Linked DNA regions of Mus musculus: region 1 is linked to region 2. A link is a contact called in public Hi-C data. All regions are on one chromosome and are shown on one strand. Each heading gives the region's core, a stretch centred on a gene start, on an enhancer-like site or on the middle of the called end of the contact. The rest is flanking DNA. Distances are from core to core; before and after follow the strand shown. Region 1 overlaps Antxr2 (anthrax toxin receptor 2). Region 2 has its middle 61 kb from the start of Gm34029.

Region 1 (3,157 bases), core at 277-2,776, 190 kb after region 2:
CATCTGTCTTTGAACCTTATGAATGATCCTTTCCCAGTCTATGTGTAGACTCCTGACTCACCCTCTTCATTTACAGCTCTTTGTTGTATTTTTATGACACATCCTCCAGCCAGTGCAACAAATCTCAAGGAAGCTATTTTGCCATTTAAAGGCAGAGGTTTATTTACATCCCTCGTGGTGCAAACATGCTACAGGATTCTGTGAAAATTTGAAGTGGTTACCAAAGAAACATAGCCAGAGCTTCTGTAGTATTTTTGATGCTCTTAAAATATCACGAATGGGTGTGTGCCTGCATCAGAAATGAAATGCCTTTTGGGGAAGTGGCCATAGGTCCTGTTTTAGAGGCAGACACAGAACAAACGTCTACAAAGACCATCACAGGAAGAGTTAGGTGTACTTACCAGCCTTCTATGTGCACACACAGATTATACCCGTAACATCAACCATGAATCAACTGTGAACATGTTGGATATTTTACAATGGAATAGAATTCCATCTTGTTACTAACCAGAGCAGTTGTGTGTCCAACCCTACAAAGTGTAAGCTCCATGTGAACTTAAAGAAACTGATAACAGAGACACAGGTAAAAATTTTTTATTCACTAATATGTGGAGGTGTGACTTTGGATCCAGCCAGTCAGTGATATAAATAAGGTTGAGCAAAAAGATTAAAGCTAGAGAGTGTAGGTGTGTGCATTTGTATATTTGTATGTGTGCATAAGGCTTCTTGGAGCAGTGCCACAAACGTGGACACCAATGAAAAATATCACTGCCGTCCTTTGAAATTTCCATGAAGAGTACAATGCGGGCAATTATATGAGGATGCTCTAAATGGCTCTTTCCATCTCCTGCACTCACATGCCCGCCAAACATGAAATGTTCGCCTTCTCCCTTCCAAAGTGATGGTTGTTGAACTTATTTTTAGTGTCATTTGATAAGCCTTTGTGCTCGCAGAGAGACATCCCACTGACCCGGCCACTGGTCATTGTCTATAACAGTTCACATCAAAGCAGGCGCGCTTTGTCAGGTTTCCAGTCGAATATCCATTTCGCATCTGAAGTACAGTATCGAAAGTGACTAGATTATCTGAGCTATTTCCTTCGGCTGCTGCCGCCTTCCTCCCCCACCGGGTTTCTGCTCACACTAACATAATTTGGCATCGTTGACGTGACACGATGGTGATATTTCTAAAAATTTATAGTATGTATATTGTCCATGCTTTCTGATGGCGCCCCTCCTGATTTTAATTTATAAACAGAAGGAAGGAGGTCTCTTTCCCAGGCTGAACCACAACCAAGGTGTGGTGCTCCTCAATTTCTAAGTAACATGCATACAGTGATAGGTCACTCAATGTCAAAAGGCATAAAAAAGATGAGCAAAATCTTCACAGGCTGCTGCTTGCTGTTGCCTTTAATTATATTAATTAAACTTTGAAATTTTCATGCAAAGAGAGTTGCTGGCTTGTGACGCTGAAGAGCCCTTGGAGACTTGAAGGAAGAAAAAACCCTGAGCGGAAGCTTTGTGGTTGCAGCTTCCTTAAATTAAAAGCCAAACAAACATCTAGGTGTTTTTACAGATATTAATGCTTTATGCACTGCTAAATCCCAAATGCTGAGAAAGGGGGATCTACCAGGCTGGGGACAACGTCTCAAATCACAAGTCCTTATGCTGCGCTCCAGGTCTTTGGTTGGAGGCGGTCTTCCTGTTGAATTAACGCTCTATTAATTCTCTTGTCTCAAGTGCATAATAAAAGAAAGGTGTCTTGGAAAACTAAAGGGCAAAAATCCTGCTTGCATCCAGTACCTTGAGGCGTCTCGTCTACATTTTGTCATGCGTGTGCACTTTCAGTGTAACAGTGACAAGATTTTCTAGTCAGAAATTTCCTGTAAGGCACAAAGTAATGGAGGACTTGGAAAGGCTTTGCTATCTGACATAGCTACAAGGCAGTGGACTCCATTATCTGTTTAGCCTGGGAGGAAACTTCATGTTTTGCTTGTAGCTAAAGATCTTGCCAAACAAAAGCACAGGGGCCACACATTCATGGCAGAATCACCAGTCTCCATTGCAAACCTCTGTGGCTGGTGGATTTGCAGTCCTAGCTTTGGTATCATTACATCATCGATGTGTCTGCTTTGTCCTCTTACATAGTCAAAACGAGCTTTGCATAAACCCTAGCATGCAAACTAACATTCCTCGGGATTTTCAGTGTCGTGAATCATGGGCTATCGCCGATGACTTTCATCACCTCTCATGTCGATGGCAGAACAAGTGTTGGAAAATGTTTAGTGCACAGAAAGCAGAAGGCAGAGGAAACATTTCCTGACAGAGAGAAAATGGGCTGTTGTCCCAAGAACTTCTGAGATGCACCGGACTGTCGGTTCTGTTGGAAATCAGCATCATGAAGATACACTGTCACACTGTCTTCTTATCTTCTCATTCTTTGTTCTCCCGTCTTATTGATGTGGAACCCGGGAGAAGTTTATGCATCGGCCCTGAGGGAAGAAAGATATCCATGGTGAAATAAGGAAGCAGTTGTTAAAAAGTCAAGGAGCATCTACTTTCCATAGCAAGATGTAACTAATGATACCAAAGCTCAGAACAATGTCCCCATTAGTCATTAAGTCATCATTTTCCCTGGCTCAAGACAACATGGCTCAGATCTTATTTCATTTGATTTTATTTATTGTGTACAGAAAATTTGCTTATTTGATGGTATGCTAAAGTCCATGTAGAAAAAAAAATCAACATGGGATTAAAACTTTGTAAGTGCTGTCTGAAGTGTGGCGCCGCTGTCATAAAATCAAACTCTCAATAACATCACCGTATACATTTCTATGACGAAGTAAAAATGGATGAATTTTCTTATGCAATTGAGTGATTCTAAAAATGTGCTTACGAGGACTATATTAAAGAGGTCGTTAAAACCAAGGACAAGGAAACCCGAGACTGGATAGAGATGCTTTCTTTGTGCTGTACTTTATTCTACATCACATCCTAGATTGCTGACCCACTTCTAACACCACTATTATAGATCCTGTTTTCCCAAATTAAGACAATTTACTTCAATTACATATTTTTAGAGAGTATTTTTTCAGTCCAGTTCCTAAACAATTTAGTGAAGGTTGTGTAGATATATTGATTCATAGAATAATCACTAA
Region 2 (3,404 bases), core at 700-3,199:
AGGCAATACTATCTTTGTACATTATCGTCAGAGCAATAACTAATAAACTAGCCCAGTGAAGGAGCTAGACATAGCAGGACACCTAAATGCCAGATTATAGACTCAGGGTACCCTCTGTCTCAAATTCTGACCACCAGCTGTTTACGATTCTAGTAATCAGAAGAAAAGGAATCTTTCTCCAAATACCCTGTCATCCAACAAAGGAAAATACACACACACACACACACACACACACACACACGCACGCACGCACGCACGCACGCACGCACGCACGCACGCACGCACACACACACACACACACACACACACACACACTAACCATTTGGTGCTTTTATACTACTGTGTCTCTGCTATCAGAACAGTAAACGGGCCTGTCATCATGGTCCACAGGGCTTTGGACACCTGTGGTTCCACTCAGCTTTCCTCTTTCTTTTCTTCCCTCCCTGCATAACGTCAGGAAGTGACTATGGTTGGCCATAATGAATGTTAGACGTCATTATATTATTTCCCTCTGTGGTAAAGCAGTTATCAGACAAATCAAGGGAGACTGGGGAGTTTTTCTCTGAAGCCAATATATAAAGCCAAACAAGTTATGTTTCCATTGTCATAAACTCACTACCACATGATCCTGCACAGGCTGGCTAACTTCAGGAATGAATCCCAGTCTTGTTACTCTTTGTTCTTGATGATCTGCTAGCTGGCTGCCCTTCTTGGGATCATTAGCAGATACAGTAAACAAACGCAGCCTCTCGTTAGACATAGCAAACCTGTGCAGAGCCAGTCACAGCTACTTCCTCTCTCAGGTCTTTAGTACTCAGTACTTCGGCTATTTTAATACTCCACTCCTACTGGGGCCAGGACTTTCATAAGATATAGAGCCATGTCCCAGGGCTAGCTGATATTATTTAAAGTTGTTTATCACCTAAACCTATTAACCATCCTCACCCATCCCTTTCCATGGAAGCCGCAGCAGATGGTCTGGTCCTCATCTCCCCCTCTTCTTTGTTCCTAACCTCATTGTATGCCGTGTACATTGTTCTCAGTACCTCTGAGTACATCAGGCTATTCTATTAATGGCCTAATCTATTGACTTCATCAGACATGAATTAAATAAAATTGACTTAATAAATGACTCCCACAAGCCATGATTCATATCTGCGAAATGTTACATTGGTTATCATGATTCTGTTTATAATGAATAGCAACCGTGCTGACTCAACTATAACATCATGTGAGATCCTGCAACCTGGTTAGATAGAAGTTCACAAATGTTCCATCCTTATTAAGAGAAGACTATTTAGTTTATTATTCAGACAATGTGCTTAAAAATATTTTCAGTTATTTGGGGTTGAAATCATATAGTCTTGCTTGCTAGGTTAAGGCTTTACCTCTGGGGTATATCCTCAGCTCTATACATTGGGGTTTTTTTTTTTTTGTTTGTTTGTTTTTTAAACACAAGTAATCAAAAACATCAAGATTTTGGGTCTTAAAAAACTGCACAGAGGAAGAATTTCAGAGTTTCAGAAACCCAAGAATCCACCATGACTGAGTAGCAATTGAGAACTCCCATCCTGAATAAGAACATCTAACTTTTAATACACAACTTACAAGTAGAAGCATTCGGATGGAGAGGTACAACAGTAAAATATAAACGTTCAAGTGCAATGCTCTGAAAAGTTTTAAATGTCTAAAATGAATTCAGGCTGAATGAAAAAAAAAAGGTTCACAACTATCTCATAAAGCCTTGTTTATTTTTGCTACAGATGCTTGTTCTCTCAATATTCTTTCCTTGCCAATATCTGGCCTTTGCTGGGGCGGTTTCCAATCATTGCTGCTGTTAGCCAGCTGATCTTCAGAGTCGTCAACACACGGACCCTGGGGAGCACGCGATTCCCCATTGTCAGCCTCTTTGCACAATGTGGCCTCAGCAATTCGAGCAGTTCCAAACATCCCTGCATTCTCTGGCTCAAGATTGGCATCATGGGAAGGCTGCCAGGATTCCAGGAGGGGAGCCAGGGGATCAGAGTGCCAAAGTCAGCAGGTGGCAATGGCCAGTAGCAACTCAGAGAGGCAAATTAGTCTTTCCAGCACTTAGGACAGCCAACAGAGGTGGAAGCCAGTGCAGTTCTTGTTATCCGATGTATAGGTATTGTTATAAATGACATCAGAGCCTTGTACACTGCTCACTGGGCTTGTTAGCCAGGTGGCAATTTCTGAAGCATCATTACTGCTCCAAGCAAAGCGTATGCTCTATAATTCAACTTAGATCTGAGGTCAATAAATTATATTTCTTGGAATTATGTCTTAGGCACACAAAGACTAGTTCTGGTATTGATTCAGTACCATCTTGTTAGTTGGTAAGTATACTTACCAGTAAATAAATCACACTAAGACCATTGATCACAAGTAAACCAGGAAGTGCTGCCTCGAAGATTAAACAATAAGAAACATAATATCTAGATGTGATATTTCAGAATTAAAACCATAAAAATTTGGTGATAGAATACACATAGAATAAAGATGAAAATAAGAAAGTTCTGCATATTATTTTCACATACAACCCAACATGCTAGTTGTTGGAGTACACAGAAGTCTGAGAGGAGCTAGCATTCTTATAGATCTCAAATAGCAACCATTGAAGACTCTGGGGTATAATCTTCCTTTAGCTTCTATTAGGAAAGGGTTAGCTGTGTTTCAGAGAAGTGAAAATTATTTACTATCTTGATCCTTTCTAAAGCAGAGCTATTAGGAAAGCTGGTATAATAAGAGGGTCTTCCAAGTTGGAACAATATTCTATAAGTTGAAATATATTTCTGAAATGTTCTGGGGTGATGCAGGCTTAATGGTAGAACACTGGCCAAGTGTATACAATGTCCTAAATTCACCAATACTCCTTAAAATAATAAATGATGGAAAGATAGATGATAGATAGATAGATAGATAGATAGATAGATAGATAGATAGATAGATGATAGATTCTCCAAGTCTAAAATAAGCCAAATCATTAAGTCCATGGATACTTTCATTTGCTTACAGCAAGAGAATATTTTCTTGAGCTTATATATAGGATCTGCTCTGGATGTAATGATTTTGCTGAGAAAGCAAAGCTAATCTAAAGAACTGCAAGCTAACATCAAGCAGACTCTGTACTGAATGTCGACTCCCTGCAATAAGAAGAAAAGATTAGTGAAACCTTGAGTAGTCAATGAACATCATCTGTCTTAATTAGGTTTGCAATTGCTGTGATAAACACTGTGATCACATGTAACTTTGGTGAAAATATTTTTTACACCTCGAAGATTACAGTTGAGCACTGAGAGAAATCAGGTCATGAAAATACAGCCGGGACTGGTACAAGAGGCCATGAAAGGGTGCTTCTTACTGGCTTGCTCCTTCTTACTGGC

The links. A called contact is a pair of places that touch in the nucleus more often than the background predicts.
Region 1: a Hi-C map of the 63-12 cell line shows a contact between it and region 2, with 2.5 times the contacts expected there. The contact joins two enhancer-like sites. A contact is called at or near these places in 1 of 15 datasets of contacts at CTCF or cohesin (pro-B cells) and 1 of 484 Hi-C or Micro-C datasets (the 63-12 cell line).

What each region holds. Positions count from the first base shown.
Region 1 is chr5:97,884,110-97,887,266 of GRCm38.p6, forward strand. It overlaps Antxr2 (anthrax toxin receptor 2), which reads right to left. Exons shown (of 17, transcript NM_133738.2): 17 at 579-2,491. The coding sequence ends at 2,453. Among named protein-coding and RNA genes, the nearest start is that of Gm34097, 39 kb to the left of the region's middle. Within about 2 kb of position 1,527, at least 18 of the 459 cell types and tissues checked have an H3K27ac peak or open chromatin away from gene starts, as enhancers often do. A contact at or near this core is called in the 63-12 cell line, where this site is marked.
Region 2 is chr5:97,695,827-97,699,230 of GRCm38.p6, forward strand. No RefSeq gene overlaps it. Among named protein-coding and RNA genes, the nearest start is that of Gm34029, 61 kb to the left of the region's middle. Within about 2 kb of position 1,950, at least 17 of the 459 cell types and tissues checked have an H3K27ac peak or open chromatin away from gene starts, as enhancers often do. A contact at or near this core is called in the 63-12 cell line, where this site is marked.